Linked DNA regions of Zea mays: region 1 is linked to region 2. A link is a contact called in public Hi-C data. All regions are on one chromosome and are shown on one strand. Each heading gives the region's core, a stretch centred on a gene start, on an enhancer-like site or on the middle of the called end of the contact. The rest is flanking DNA. Distances are from core to core; before and after follow the strand shown.

Evidence for each region. A called contact is a pair of places that touch in the nucleus more often than the background predicts.
Region 1: a contact with region 2 is called in a Hi-C map of leaf, with 4 times the contacts expected there. The contact joins the enhancer-like site here to the promoter of LOC103649951 in region 2. A contact is called at or near these places in 4 of 25 Hi-C or Micro-C datasets (ear, endosperm, leaf and 1 more).

What each region holds. Positions count from the first base shown.
Region 1 is chr3:35,669,920-35,676,155 of Zm-B73-REFERENCE-NAM-5.0, forward strand. It overlaps LOC100279235 (putative protein kinase superfamily protein), which reads right to left. Exons shown (of 8, transcript NM_001152256.1): 5 at 5,972-6,236; 6 at 5,403-5,646; 7 at 5,158-5,305; 8 at 4,243-4,869. The coding sequence ends at 4,495. Among protein-coding and RNA genes, the nearest start is that of LOC100279235, 8.4 kb to the right of the region's middle. Within about 2 kb of position 4,137, at least 15 of the 20 cell types and tissues checked have an H3K27ac peak or open chromatin away from gene starts, as enhancers often do. A contact at or near this core is called in ear, leaf and tassel, where this site is marked.
Region 2 is chr3:35,602,979-35,609,813 of Zm-B73-REFERENCE-NAM-5.0, forward strand. It overlaps LOC103649951 (GPI ethanolamine phosphate transferase 3), which reads right to left and starts at 1,876. Exons shown (of 22, transcript XR_563819.4): 1 at 1,481-1,876; 2 at 1,360-1,394; 3 at 1,154-1,275; 4 at 947-1,036; 5 at 710-829; 6 at 524-607; 7 at 357-434; 8 at 93-218; 9 at 1-28.

The DNA of each region.
Region 1 (6,236 bases), core at 2,887-5,386, 69 kb after region 2:
GTTATTAGCACTTGATAATCTTATATGCTGTTTTTAATTCCTTGTTCAGCTACTAGTCTCAATGCTATCAAAATATTGCTAAGACGATGCCAAAAAATTTAATACTTTTCAATATTATAAATCTGACATAAAATAGTTATAAATTGTATCAAACATATTTGACCAAATCTAACTATTTCTATTAAAATAGAATATAAGGGGATGTTTGAATGCACTAGAGATAATAGTTAGTTGACTAAAAAATTGTTAGTGGAATTAGCTAACTAACAAATAGCTAGCTAACTATTGACTAATTTACTAAAAGTAGTTAATAGTTGAACTATTAACTAGGATGTTTGGCTGTCTTCAACTAATTTTAGTCACTAACTATTAGTTTTAGTGCATTCAAACACTCAAATAGCCATAGAAACCAGACGATAAATCATGTTGGTATATTTGTCTCTTTTAACAAAACGGAAATGCTATGCGTACGACTCATTTGTCCGATTATGGTACGACCTCACGGTGTCTGCTCTAGGACCTGCTGTTGAGTAGAGTTCATGCGATACAATTATTTGACGCCGTAGTAGAACTCTATGAGGTCTAATCTGAGTCGGTGTTCTCAGTCGTATTTATAGCACGGTTCTTACCAAAATTAACATCGTTAGGGAAGGATGACGGAATAAGGGCAAAGTGAAGTGGTTTTGAAAATGCAGGAGTAAACTCGCGAAGTTAAAAAACGATAAAAATAATTTTAATAGGAAACAGAGGTATAAATACAAGAGCCTCTTTTAAAAAAACAGAGAGAAAAAAAAGATCTAATATGCTACGAAAACAGTACTACTTAAAAGCAGTTCTTTCTAGAAAAACTACTTTAGATCCACCCGTTTGGCTGACATTCTACATCTATTATGCCGTGATCTATTTCTTGGCAATCACATGTCCATAGTTCCTCTTCGCCTCTGCAGTAGACAAAATGTGCCTCAAGCTCTGCCTTCAACACCACGCCAGTTCTTCTTTTACATAATTGCCAGCAACACAGAGCCGCGAAGGTGCCCAAGTGTTTTAATGGTAATTGACGGGGTTAGTCGGTATTGTGTATCACAGATGGTGGAGGCAATGGAGGTGTAGACATTTTCATGGCCGGCTAACTTTTAACTTCAAAATTTCCAAGAACATGGCTAAATACATTGTATACTATATTACTATCTACCAAAAAAACAAAAAAAACTAAATTAGAGTAACCAATACGGAGTAGAGGTGATTTTTCTAATAAAGCACTACTATGAGAGCGCGCATGCACAGGATCTTTCGGGCAATGGATAGAAATTCCTCGAGAGTATCTCTACCGAGCGCCGTGTTACCGGCCAGTTGGGCGCACGAGCTGCGAGAACGCCTCATTGTCGGTCTCCTCCATGATCGCGCACGCCGCCTCGTGCGCCCGGGACGTGGACGACGTCCCCAGCGTCGTGACGCTCGCCGTGCTCCCGTTGCTGTTGCTCGGCTCGAGTGCCGGGCGCCCCGTGCCGCTGCCGTCGCCCACGGCCCGCCGCCCGCAGCTGCCTCCTTCGTAGGTGTCCTGCAGCTGCAGCGCGAACTCGAGGTTCCACAGGACGTCCCCCATGGACGGCCGGTCGATGCTCTGCTCGGCGAGGCACTTCTCGGCCGTGTCCGCGACCTTCTTCAAACACTCCGGCGCGATCTGGTCCTTGATCGCTGGGTCGACAACGTCTGGCAGGGTGCCGGTCCGCTGGCAGTTGAGCGCGTAGTCGGCGAGGCTGACCTGCTCCCGTGGCAGCGCCGGGTCGAGCGCTGGCCGCGCGAGGAGCACCTCGAAGAGGACGACGCCGAAGGAGTACACGTCGGACTTGTCCGTCAGCTGCTGCCGCCGGAAGTACTCCGGGTCGAGGTACCCGAAGCTGCCCTTGACCATGGTGCTCACGTGCGTCTGGTTCACTGTCGTCGGGCCGGACTTGGAGAGGCCGAAGTCGGAGACCTTGGCGACCCAGTCCCGGTCCACGAGGATGTTGGTGGTCTTGACGTCGCGGTGGATGATGGTGTACTTGGCGCCCGTGTGGAGGTAGTGGAGGCCCCGCGCGGCGCCGATGCAGATGTCTAGGCGGTGCCGCCACGACAGCGGCGGCTTGCCGCCCATGTAGAGGTGCTCCCGCAGCGTGCCATGCTCCATGTAGTCATACACGAGGATCATCTCGCCGGCATCCTCGCAGAAGCCGATGAGGGAGACAAGGTGCCGGTGCCGCAGCTTGGACAGCATCTCCACCTCCGTCTGGAACTCCTGCACGCCCTGCTCCGACGACGGGTTCGACCGCTTGATGGCCACCTTGGTGTCGCCATCCACGACGCCCCGGTACACTTTGCCGAACCCGCCCACACCGATCACCAGCGACTCGCTGAAGTTCTTGGTGGCCACCTTGATCTCGGCGAACGAGAAGTGCCGGCACATGCCAGCAAGGTTCGCCGGGAGGTGGCCCGACGACTTGCCGCTGTTGTGGGAGTGGTACAGCGGCAGCCACCCGGAGGTGTGCGACCCGCCGGTGCTGGCTGCCTCCCTGCTCTTCTTTTCATGGTTCCACACAACGCAGATCGCAGCGATGATCCCGAGCACGGCCGCGCCGCCTGCCGTGCCGCCCATCACCGTCGATATGTGGGGGTGCTCACTCCTGGGCGCCTCCTGCTCTCCAGCGCCCAGCTCCGCCTTGGCGAGCAACCTGGACGGCTCGGGGTCTGGCGCGGCGAGGTTGCCCGCGGTGTCGTTGAGCTTGAAGATCTCGAGGCCGTTGAGGATGGCGTCGTAGAACTGCGGCCGGAGCGCTACGGACGGGTGCAGCGCCACCCACATGGCCTGGCCATCAGGGTCGTCGGCCACGTACACCGCGTAGTCCTTGTATATGGGCACGCCCTTCTCCGACGTCATCCCGATCACGTCGGCGTCGGCCTGCGCCGTCTTGTTGTTGACGTAGATGTCGAACGCCCGCTGGTTGGCCCGGCTGAGCAGCAGCTCGCAGAAGTGGAGGCGCGCGACGTAGGTGAAGTTGCCGTCCACCGCCATGGTCCAGGTGAGGTTGTAGTTCTGGTTCAGGCGAGGGTCGGAGCCCATGGATCGGGTGCCCAGGTACACCTCCGGCGGCGCGGCGTACTCGGCGATCTCGCTGGGGTACTTGATCTGGAAATGCGGGCCGGCCCTGTAGGTGACGCCCTGCGTCGCGCCGTACACGTATGGCGTGTCGTCGTACCAGTGCCGGGTGAGGCCGGAGTCGTTGGACGGCGGGATGTACGAGCCGCCGACATTCAACCGGTACATGGTCTGGAGCGTGGAGCTGGCGATGTCTACGGTCTGGTCCGCGAAGCCGACCATGATCGCCGGGTCGACGAAGATGTCGGGCATGGAGATCACCTCGATGCCATTGACGTAGGCGTAGGTCTCGTTGCCCATGGGCGTTGGCGTGAAGGTGAGGGTGAGGAACCCCGCGGGCGTAGGCGGGAAGGAGAACTCCCGGATGATGTACGCCTGGCTCAGCGCCTTTGCGTAGGTGTACGCGCTGAAGTTGCGGAGTAGCGTGATGCCGGTGGACGTGGACACGGAGAAGTGGAAGCCGGCGGCGGAGAGCCCGCTGTAGGAGGACGGGTAGAAGTGGAGGCGCACCCAGTGGCGGTCCCGTGGGTTCACGGTGAAGTTGTACACGGCCTCCACGGTGAACACACGCGCCGTCATGTAGGGGATGGTGGACGGCAGCCCAGTGTCCACCTTGTCGGCCGCCATCATCAGGGACGACTTGCCGGAGTCGGCCAGCCACGTGTTGTCGTTCGTGTCAGCCACCCACCTCCGGCCGTCCGCGTCCAGGCCGTCCGTCGTCGACCCACAGTTGAGCAACACCCGGTCCGCCGGAGCGTACACCTTGGACTCTGCGGTGGCAGCGACGCCGGCGACGAGTAGCAGCACCAGGAATGGGCCCCGAGCTCTGCCAGCCATGCGCCGAGAGATTGGGAGGGAGCTAGGCAGTCCGGCGGCCTATGGTGACGGAAGAGAAGATGCATTGCATGGGTGACAGCGATTGGTGAAAGGGGAAGAGAGAGAAAGGTCTCGGAGGTGAGACCGTGAGGGTGCTTGACCGCGGGAGAACGCGGTTGGAGGCCAGTAGGGGCATGCAGCTGAGAAACCCTACAAACATGTCCACCCACACAACGGGCGTTTGGCTGCATGTAGGAGTTAGGACTGTCTGTCTGCGTAATTCAGGAGCTATGGACTGAGGACAGCAGCAACTTCGAACAAAACCATTTCTTCCATACAAAGCCAGAGAACGTCCTTGTGGGTTGTAATAATCTAGTAGTAGTCTTTTGAGACGGCGCAGAAAAATGGAATTTACAGGTACCCCTTTCCTCCCAATGGCTGGCCAGGCCAATTGGACCACCAGCCTTTGAATGCTTGACTACATGGCTACAGGCTCTAGAGAAACGGCTCGGCTCGGCGATGGCAAGGCAGCCACCCCCCACCAGTCATCGACCTTCATGGAGATCTTCTGAGAAAACCGCAGTCCTTGGAATGGTTTCGGTCTCGAAGGGGCTGAGGCCTGAGAAGGGGCCCGAAGAGAACATGGACGAGGTGCCATCAGACTCATAGGTCGTCGACGATTGCCGGACGTTGGGGCGAGCGGGAGGTGTTGGCACAGATTCCTGGAACTCCACAGAGCGCTGCACCATCTTGAGTGACTGCACCACCTCGCCCATTGTTGGCCTCTGGTTCGCCTCTGGCGAAACGCAGGCTGCTGCGATTGTGCACACCCGCACAAAATCATCTTTCGGGTACTGGCCGCCAAGCCTGGGATCAGCTAGCTCTCCTAATCTATCTTGGTCTCGGAGAATTGGCCGTGCCTGCAGCCAACAGAGCAAAAGAATGTCTTGAGTGTGATATCACCTCTTCATGCACCACACCACGAAGGGACAAATAATCATATATATATATATATATATATATATATATATATATACGAGCAATTTCAGATTTAAATTCCAGTTGTCAGCTGCCCACACATACATAAAAACAACGTATGCACACACAATCCAGAGTGTCTGAGAGTCATCACGTTAAAATATTCCAATTTAGCTGTAAAATCACACAGGAACTGAAGATAGTATACTCCTAAAAGAAAGAAGTGTTACCCAAGTCACTAGGTTTTCCTGCCCAGAGGGCTGTGACATATCAACGGGCCTCCTCCCAGTTAGTAGTTCAAGTAGAACAACTCCATAGCTATATACATCACTTTTTACAAGCAAGTGTCCTGTCATGGCGTACTCCGGTGCAACATACCTGCAAAAAGGCCAGAAGTACAAGGTGAAGGTAAATTCAGAAAATAAATTGCTGGGCCATGGACCCATGGCTAAATGTAAAAGGACATTCAGATTACCCGAAAGTTCCCATAACACGAGTAGAAAGATAGTTCGTCCGACCTTCCGGCGCCTGTTTTGCCAGACCAAAATCGGACACTTTAGCATGGAAATCATTCTCAAGCAATATATTAGATGCTTTGAAATCCCTGTGGATTACGCAAGGCTGCGAATCCTCATGGAGGTATGCTAATCCCCTGGCAGCATCAAGTGCTATCCTCATCCTGGCGTCCCAGTCCAAGGGGCGGCTAGCACCTTGTGTACCTGATAAAATGCAGTGTAAGGTCAGAATTATAGAAAACTCGCCGGAGAGGGAAAGACCGCCCTCCCAGTATTATATTAAGAAGAGACCGAAACATGGTCCTGGCCGAGAAAACCCCCGAACACTGGCCCCCCATCACTAGCGGGCCGTCACCGCCCACTCTGCAACAGCCCAGCCGGAGGGTGGCGCGCAGGACGTAACCCGGAATTATGTTTCTTATTTCTAGAAGTTACATGGTCCAAACAAACTGAAATAGTAGGTTCAGGTGCAAATAAAATGGGGCCTATGCACAGAGGATTTGGTAAGAGAAGATGCAATAGATCGTACCATGAAGCCAAGCCTCTAGGCTTCCATTGGGAACAAGCTCATAACAAAGAAGGTTCTGTGATGATTCACGGCTGCTGTAATAACCAATCAGTTTCACAAGATTCCGGTGGTGCAACCTGCTCAGCATTTCCACTTCAACTAAAAACTCCTTATCTCCTTGGTGCCCTCCGTTAGTAAGCTTCTTTATAGCGACAGCAGTGCCATCACCCAGTACCCCCTTGAAGACACGGCCAAAACCACCTTCTCCAAGCACACTTGAAGGCTC
Region 2 (6,835 bases), core at 626-3,125:
GACTCCATGCAAACAGCGATGTTTCAACCTACAATTCACACGAGATTAAATGTGATTGCTATGTACTCACAGCCAAACAGAAAGAAGATCACCTCTTCAGCAGTCCCTCCTCCATGGTCACCATTCAGGGTTTGACCATGATCACCCATTACCAAAAGCAAAGTATTCTCATGGGTACCACCAGGTTTGGATAGACTTCTCAATGTGTCAATAACACCCTATAGAAGAAAATAAGAATGGACTGTAGAACATTCAGAAGATTGGAAAATAAATGTGGAGAGCATAGATAAGATAATGCTAAATGCCTCCTAAAAAGCACAAGAAGAGAAGAATAGTATATGCATGAGACAACTGACCTCCAGGATCTGATTGTATTGCTCCAACTTCTGGATCATCGGGGTTGAGTCAACACCAAATATATGTCCTGCATGGTCCTAAACAAAGTTGATCTCACAAGTTTCCAGCTAAAGATAAAAGGATGACAAATAGCAGGTAAGTCCAAATTGAATGCACAATAACTTACCACTCCAAGAAAATGTGCAATAAGAACATCCCAATCATTTTTGTGAAGAGATGGAAGCAAGTGCTCAATTACACCATTATCTACCTGGCATACAACCATAATTGATAATTCAGTCAAACTTAAAAGAAAGAACTAAGAGGTTCATCAAAAAACAAGAACAAGGATTTGATTGACAGAATCTCATACTGTGTCAAGGTCTTTAACATTAAAGGAAGGGTATGGGAATGACTTGTTGAAGTGTTCAGGGTACAGTTGTATCCATGTATCATCCCCCATCATGACAACTCTCTTTCCATTTTTAGCCAACTGGTTGATCCCCAAGGAACAGAAAACATCACATCATCATGGCTAGCAAACCAGCATGAGCTGTAGAGAAATAATTGGACCTAGTCGGTACAAAATTGAATGTGGGATGAGATGAACCTGATGCATTATATTATCTTCGACTATTGCAGGAGCACCAAAACTATTGCCGACATCAATAAAGGTAGGGAGTCCACCCGTGGTGAGAGCCTGAGCATTGAGTTTTAAAAGGATTCTGTTAAGCCCACGAAGTACCGTTTTGGATCACATTACAATATTTCTAGGAGAAAAAATTATATAATGATACGATTTGAATGTTAGGATCACCTTAAGGCGCTGGAGGCTAGTTGTTGGTGGATCAGCGAGAGCTTTGAAGATCCTTGAAGAGGTCTTTTCGTCGGCAGCAAGCTTCTGCAAAACGTGCAGCTTGTCCATCCACGGCTGCTTCTCTGCAGCAGATCCAGAGATTAGTTAATATATTAGCAGCGGTAACAATCATACAGTGAAGCGATTTTTTCGCTCAGAGTCACCACCTGCAAAAAAGGTACTCGGCGCCACGAAATCAAATCTGCGAGGCAACAAATTGCTAAACCGCATCAGCTATAAAAAAAAACGACTCGGTACGTGGAGTATGAGGGATCCAAATTGTCGCACCTTAGCGCGTCGAGGACGACAATGACAAGGCGGTCGACGGCGGCCGGGGGCCAGGAGTCGCACCCGGGGGAGACGTTGCCCTGCGGCGAGAAGTCGTCGCGGCTGCTGTGGAGGTCCAGCTCGGTGCGGGTGAGGAGGAAGCCGCGGGTAAAAAGGTATACTGCCAGCGAGTGGATCGCGAGGATCGCGATGAAGAGCAGCGGCCAGCTAAGGAACCGAGAACGGCGGCGGTGGCTCGCCGGCGGCGACATCACCTCCGGTGTCGATCTGGCGCCTGGTGGCGGGCGGCAGAGCGTAGGACGGTGAGAGGACGAGAGCTGATGGGTGGACGCGAAGTGGGCCTTCGCTTGTTAAGCCCGGGCTGCTGCCGATAGTGAAATTTAAAGATAGGCCAATAACCGCTGCACATTGATCTGTGCCGTTTCATAGCCAAAAGCCCATTTTCAGCTTAAGGGCTAGTTTGGATACAATTAACCTCAATCCACGTGTATTGAGGTGGATTTACATCATCTCAACACATATGAATTAGGATAAATACTAGAGTACCAAACAAAGACTAAAGACATGTTTGAATCCCATGAATTAAAACCAATATCTAGAAAATGTGTTCTATTTTATTATTATACTAGGTATATGCCCGTGCGTTACTACGGAATCAATACGATGAAATACATTAAGGGCTCGTTTGTTTCGTTGGAATTGAATTCTGTTTGAATAATTATAATTTAGACAAAACTAATTAAGTTCATATATTTATATAAGTAATATATTTGTATATTATCCTAAATCATATGATAGAGATAGTTATATACTACATTTATGTTATAGCGAAGCAAGTAAAAGAATGTGCTATAAGTTGTGCATCGGAAAAATAACATGTAAATCTATAAAATCAATTTCCATCTCTCACCACATGAATTTGAGATAGGCTTATATAATAACTCTGGAAAGTGGTGGAATGTCACATTCTAAAAAAATAGTCTATTCTATTAGTAAGATTCCAATTTCTCGAAATGAAAGGAAACAAACGGGACCTAAATGAAAACACTAATTGATGTTCTATTCTTTTGTTAGCATCACTAAAAGTGAATGTTTACATATCTTAAAAGATACAATATGACAAAATTTGAATAGCTTCATAGTGTACAGCTCTACATGGTTGTGTTTGTGAGGTCAACTGATAAGTGCGCAAATAGTTAAAAGTGCAGAGTGTGATGTGTCGGATGCTCAGTGAAGCATGTTACGTGCAGAGATACTAACAGGAAGAGCTTCATGAATTATAGAGATACTAACAAGAATAGCTTCTTAAATGGCGCCCCTTTAGCAAAGATACTAACATACTGCGGACTATACTAGGTTTGTTGCATACTCCTGGGATATGTGGTCTATTCTGCTACAACATTTAAGCATGAATTTTACTACAAACGAACAGACATATAATGGTAATATATATTTATTGTGTTTTCTGGTGGACCAAATGTTTACCTGAAACCATTGGATCTCGAGGCTTGATATCTCTGAAAGAGCTTCATTAAGATGTGTGTCGGTCTTAACTAAAGCACTGACTGTTGTCTTGTGAGTCTCCCTAAGTTTTTGGATGTTGTCTTGCAAGGCTTTATTTGCAACATCCGCTTGTTGAGCGATGGACAAGAACTCTGCAGTTCCAGATGCAAAAACTGATGCCACAGGCACAACACTGCTAAGGGCTTGTTTGGGTAATCTTGGACTGGAGTGGATTGAGGTGGTATAAGGTGTATTGAAGTGTAATATGAACTAGTTTCCCTTTCAATCCCTAAAATCCACTTCAATCCCTCTTTATCCAAACGAGGCCTAAGGGAGGGCTGGTAATGGGAACTCACTGGGTATCCAAATGGTTGTGGCTGGACCTGCATAGCAGCTGGTACCCCATTTGCTGACCTCTGAGTAGAAGCATCGTCCATCCTCCTACCAAGCCCCTTCCTGAACTGCTCTTCCTCCCATTTCCTCTCTCCTTCGTCGGCATCATCATCATCTCTATCATCCTCAACCTTCCTGCTGCCATCACTGAAAGCCCCCAAACTGGTGGCAGGACCCTGTTACTTATCCCATTGAATACACCTTTTGTGCTCCTCGGGCCATCACCTGGCTTGTCAGTGTACATTGCAATCTGATCTGTTATCTCATTGTCATCCTCATCACTCGACTCACCAGCAGCATTCCGGCTGCTCAGCACATCACCAGCATCAAGAGAGATATAATCTGGCGCTGCATGCCTTGGCTGTTGTCGCTTCGCCCTGATGGCTTCAATGGTTGCACGGTCAGGTATCACTGGTCCTTCATCCTCTTCATCTTATTTCCTCTCTTCTTCAGATTTATCTTCCTCGTTGTCGTGCTTCGGTATCCTTGGCCCAATGCTGGCCTCAGACATAGGTTTCACCAGACCTTTAAGAACAACCACTGTTTCTGTTGCAGCTGTGGTGGTGGTAGCTGGAGTGGAACTTGCAGGGGTACTAGACAACTTCTGCGACCGGGGCTCAGTCACAGGAGTCCGTGGTTGGGCACGCAAGAGGCTCCCAAGGAGCGGGTGCGCATTCTTCTGGAGCTCCAGGAGGCGCTCTGGTGTGTACTCCCTAGCATGGGATTGGAAGTTGGAAGGCTTAGGCGCCGACACAGCAGCGCCGGTAGGTGTCGGCGAGCTCTTGATTCGCTCCCTGGCGAGCGTGAGGCGATGGAGCGCTCCCGCGGCCGGGGACGCCGTGCGGGCGGGGCGCACCGAGGCCGTCGGGGGAAGGCGGCGCTGCGCAAACGGGCCCGCCTCGGCGTCGTCCTCGTCCTCGTCGTCCGCAAAGCTGAGGCGGCCGCACCCTGACGCCTCAGCGGTGACTTGGGCTTAGGCACTGAAGCGTCTCGATCCTTTGGGACTCAAATGTGATACAATTACTAGTCCCAGGAGGCTAGTAACCACATTCCTTACTTCAAATAGTATAGAGTTTAAATAAAAGTTATTACAATACCGGGGTACAAGCTCGAGAGAGCCAGAATATAAAGAGCGCAGTAGAAAGTACACTAGCCCAAGCCACAGGCAGAACTGGGTGCAGACACAGCCCTCTCAATCAAGCATAGCAGAAAAGAAGTCTTCGGCTGCTGAAAAACATAAATAAATCTGGGTGAATACACTAGGTATTCCGCAAGCCCACCCCGCTCCCGTAAAGAGAAAGAGACCTATATCATACATGCTTTGTTTGGTGGGGTTGAAGTCACTCTTCATTTTCTTAGAGAAAGGCAGTTGCTGTAAGGTTTTTCCCCCAAAGACTTAAAAGTAACAAAAATACTCAACCGCCATTGAGCTTCCCGCTCCCGTGGCCTTGTTTTCTTTCTTAGTGAGCACTTACACACATTTCCCTGTTCACGGAGGTTATAGAAAAATCTCTAATTGTCATACTACACCAGACTCGTCCATACCAGTGGACACAGACTATTCGAATAGGTTTCAACTCTGCGCAGAGGGGTACACTTTACCCACTAGTCTGGTTTCTGCGATCTCACCGTCGCGAGACCCGAATGCCGGATCTCTTTCCTTCCTTGTACGTCCTAACCTTAACGGTTATCCGGAAGGAGTCAGGCCACCACCATGTCCAAACCGGACAAAACTTTCCCCCTCCTTATCCTCCCGGTGCTCCCTAGCCTTCATAACCCTAGGGTCGGACCGCACGAGTTCAGATTGAGTGACTGCCCACACAGTCTCGAGTGGTTGTACTATTAAAGAGTACATGTAGTGAAGATGACAAGCCGGTCCTTATATGAGGGGACAATCCTTCTGCTCACGCCTAAACCAGCTGAGCCAACACCTTAGGCCCTCCCCTAAACCAGGGAGTCCTTGATCATCCCACTCCCAAGGTGATGAGGGTGAGTACCCTTCATCGCACAACCTTTTCTTTAAGGAAAACTTATTTGAAATATCATATTCCCCTTTCTCTCAACCCACATTTCGTATCCGAAAAAACGTATGTTAATGCAGGCTATCTCTTTGCTCACAATGCAAATATCCCACCCTGAAATCCCGGCCTAGGTAGTGGTAGAAAGAATAGGTAATTTATGCATCAAGGGAAGGATGGACTTGCCTTCATCGAAGCTTTCCTGGCACAAAAGATCTACTTCCGGGAGATCAGGCTCCGGCCCTTCTTCCGGGGCTATGGGTTCCGGATCAACGGTCCCCGCTTCTTCTAGTAAAAACAGGCAATAAAACAATACATCAACAGTAGTTTTCCAATTGCAGTGTGTCATTTTCTAACATTATTATTACTTGTGACTTTAGAAATCATTTTGATAATTTTTGGTGCATAAAATATTGAGAAATACTAATTAAATGAGAAAAGGTTGGAAAAAGGAAAAAGAAAAGGGATTCTAGCACTGGTGGGCTGGGGGGATTTTGGCCCAGCCAGGCGCAGCGCGCGCGCGCGAGGGCACCGGCCCAGCTGCGGCCCAAGTCGAGGAGACGGCGCGGGCGCGCGAGGAGCGGACGCCGTCGCTGCGGGCCCACACGTCAGCGAGAGCGGAGGGGGGGAACGGCGCCACGGTTCGACGGCGCGGGCGAACCGGCCGCCGGTGGGCTCGGTGGCGATCCGCCGCCGGTGGCCCGGTTCTTGGACAACGGGGAGGTGCCTTAGCACAGGGAGGGGCTGGCGAACCTAGGGGTGGGCTCAATTTGGCTATAGGGGGCCGGGAGGGGGCTGTCCGCGGGGAGGTGGCGGAGCTCCGCGGCGGGGATCGCCGCCGGTGGGCTTCGGGCGAGGGATTGGGGTGGGGGAGTGGTGTTCTGAGTTCGCGGCAATGTGATGAAGCTGGTAGGCCAACTTAATCGCTGGGAAGGGCTCACCGGAGAGGGAGAAGACGGCGGCGCTTCGTGAATTGAGCTCGGGCGAGGGGAGGAGGGTGGTGGTTGAGGCCGGTGCGGGGAAGGAGGTGCCCGGGGCGACCTTTTTATAGGCGCCCGAGGGGAGGGGAGCGGCGGAGCTCGGCGGGCACCGGTGAGGTGCACAACGCCGGCATTAATGTCGCACAGCGGCGACGATGAGACCTTACGGCGGGGGCGGTACTGGGCAAGGACGCGGTCAAGCGGCGAGGACGGGGCGGTGCCGAACTCTCCTGTGCGGCGAGGGGATGGGCGAGGGGACGGTGATGGAGGGGACGGCGGTGCATCGTACGCGACGAAGACGATGAAGCGGCTGACCGGTGGGGCCGGTCTGCCAGCGAGAGGGAGCGCGCGAGAGGGAGTGGCTGGCAGGTGGGGCTGGCTCGTCAGCGAGAGAGAGGGAGGGGAGCGCGGAGCGGCTGCGCGCGCGAGCGGGCCGGCAATGGGCCGAAAGGGGGGAGCGC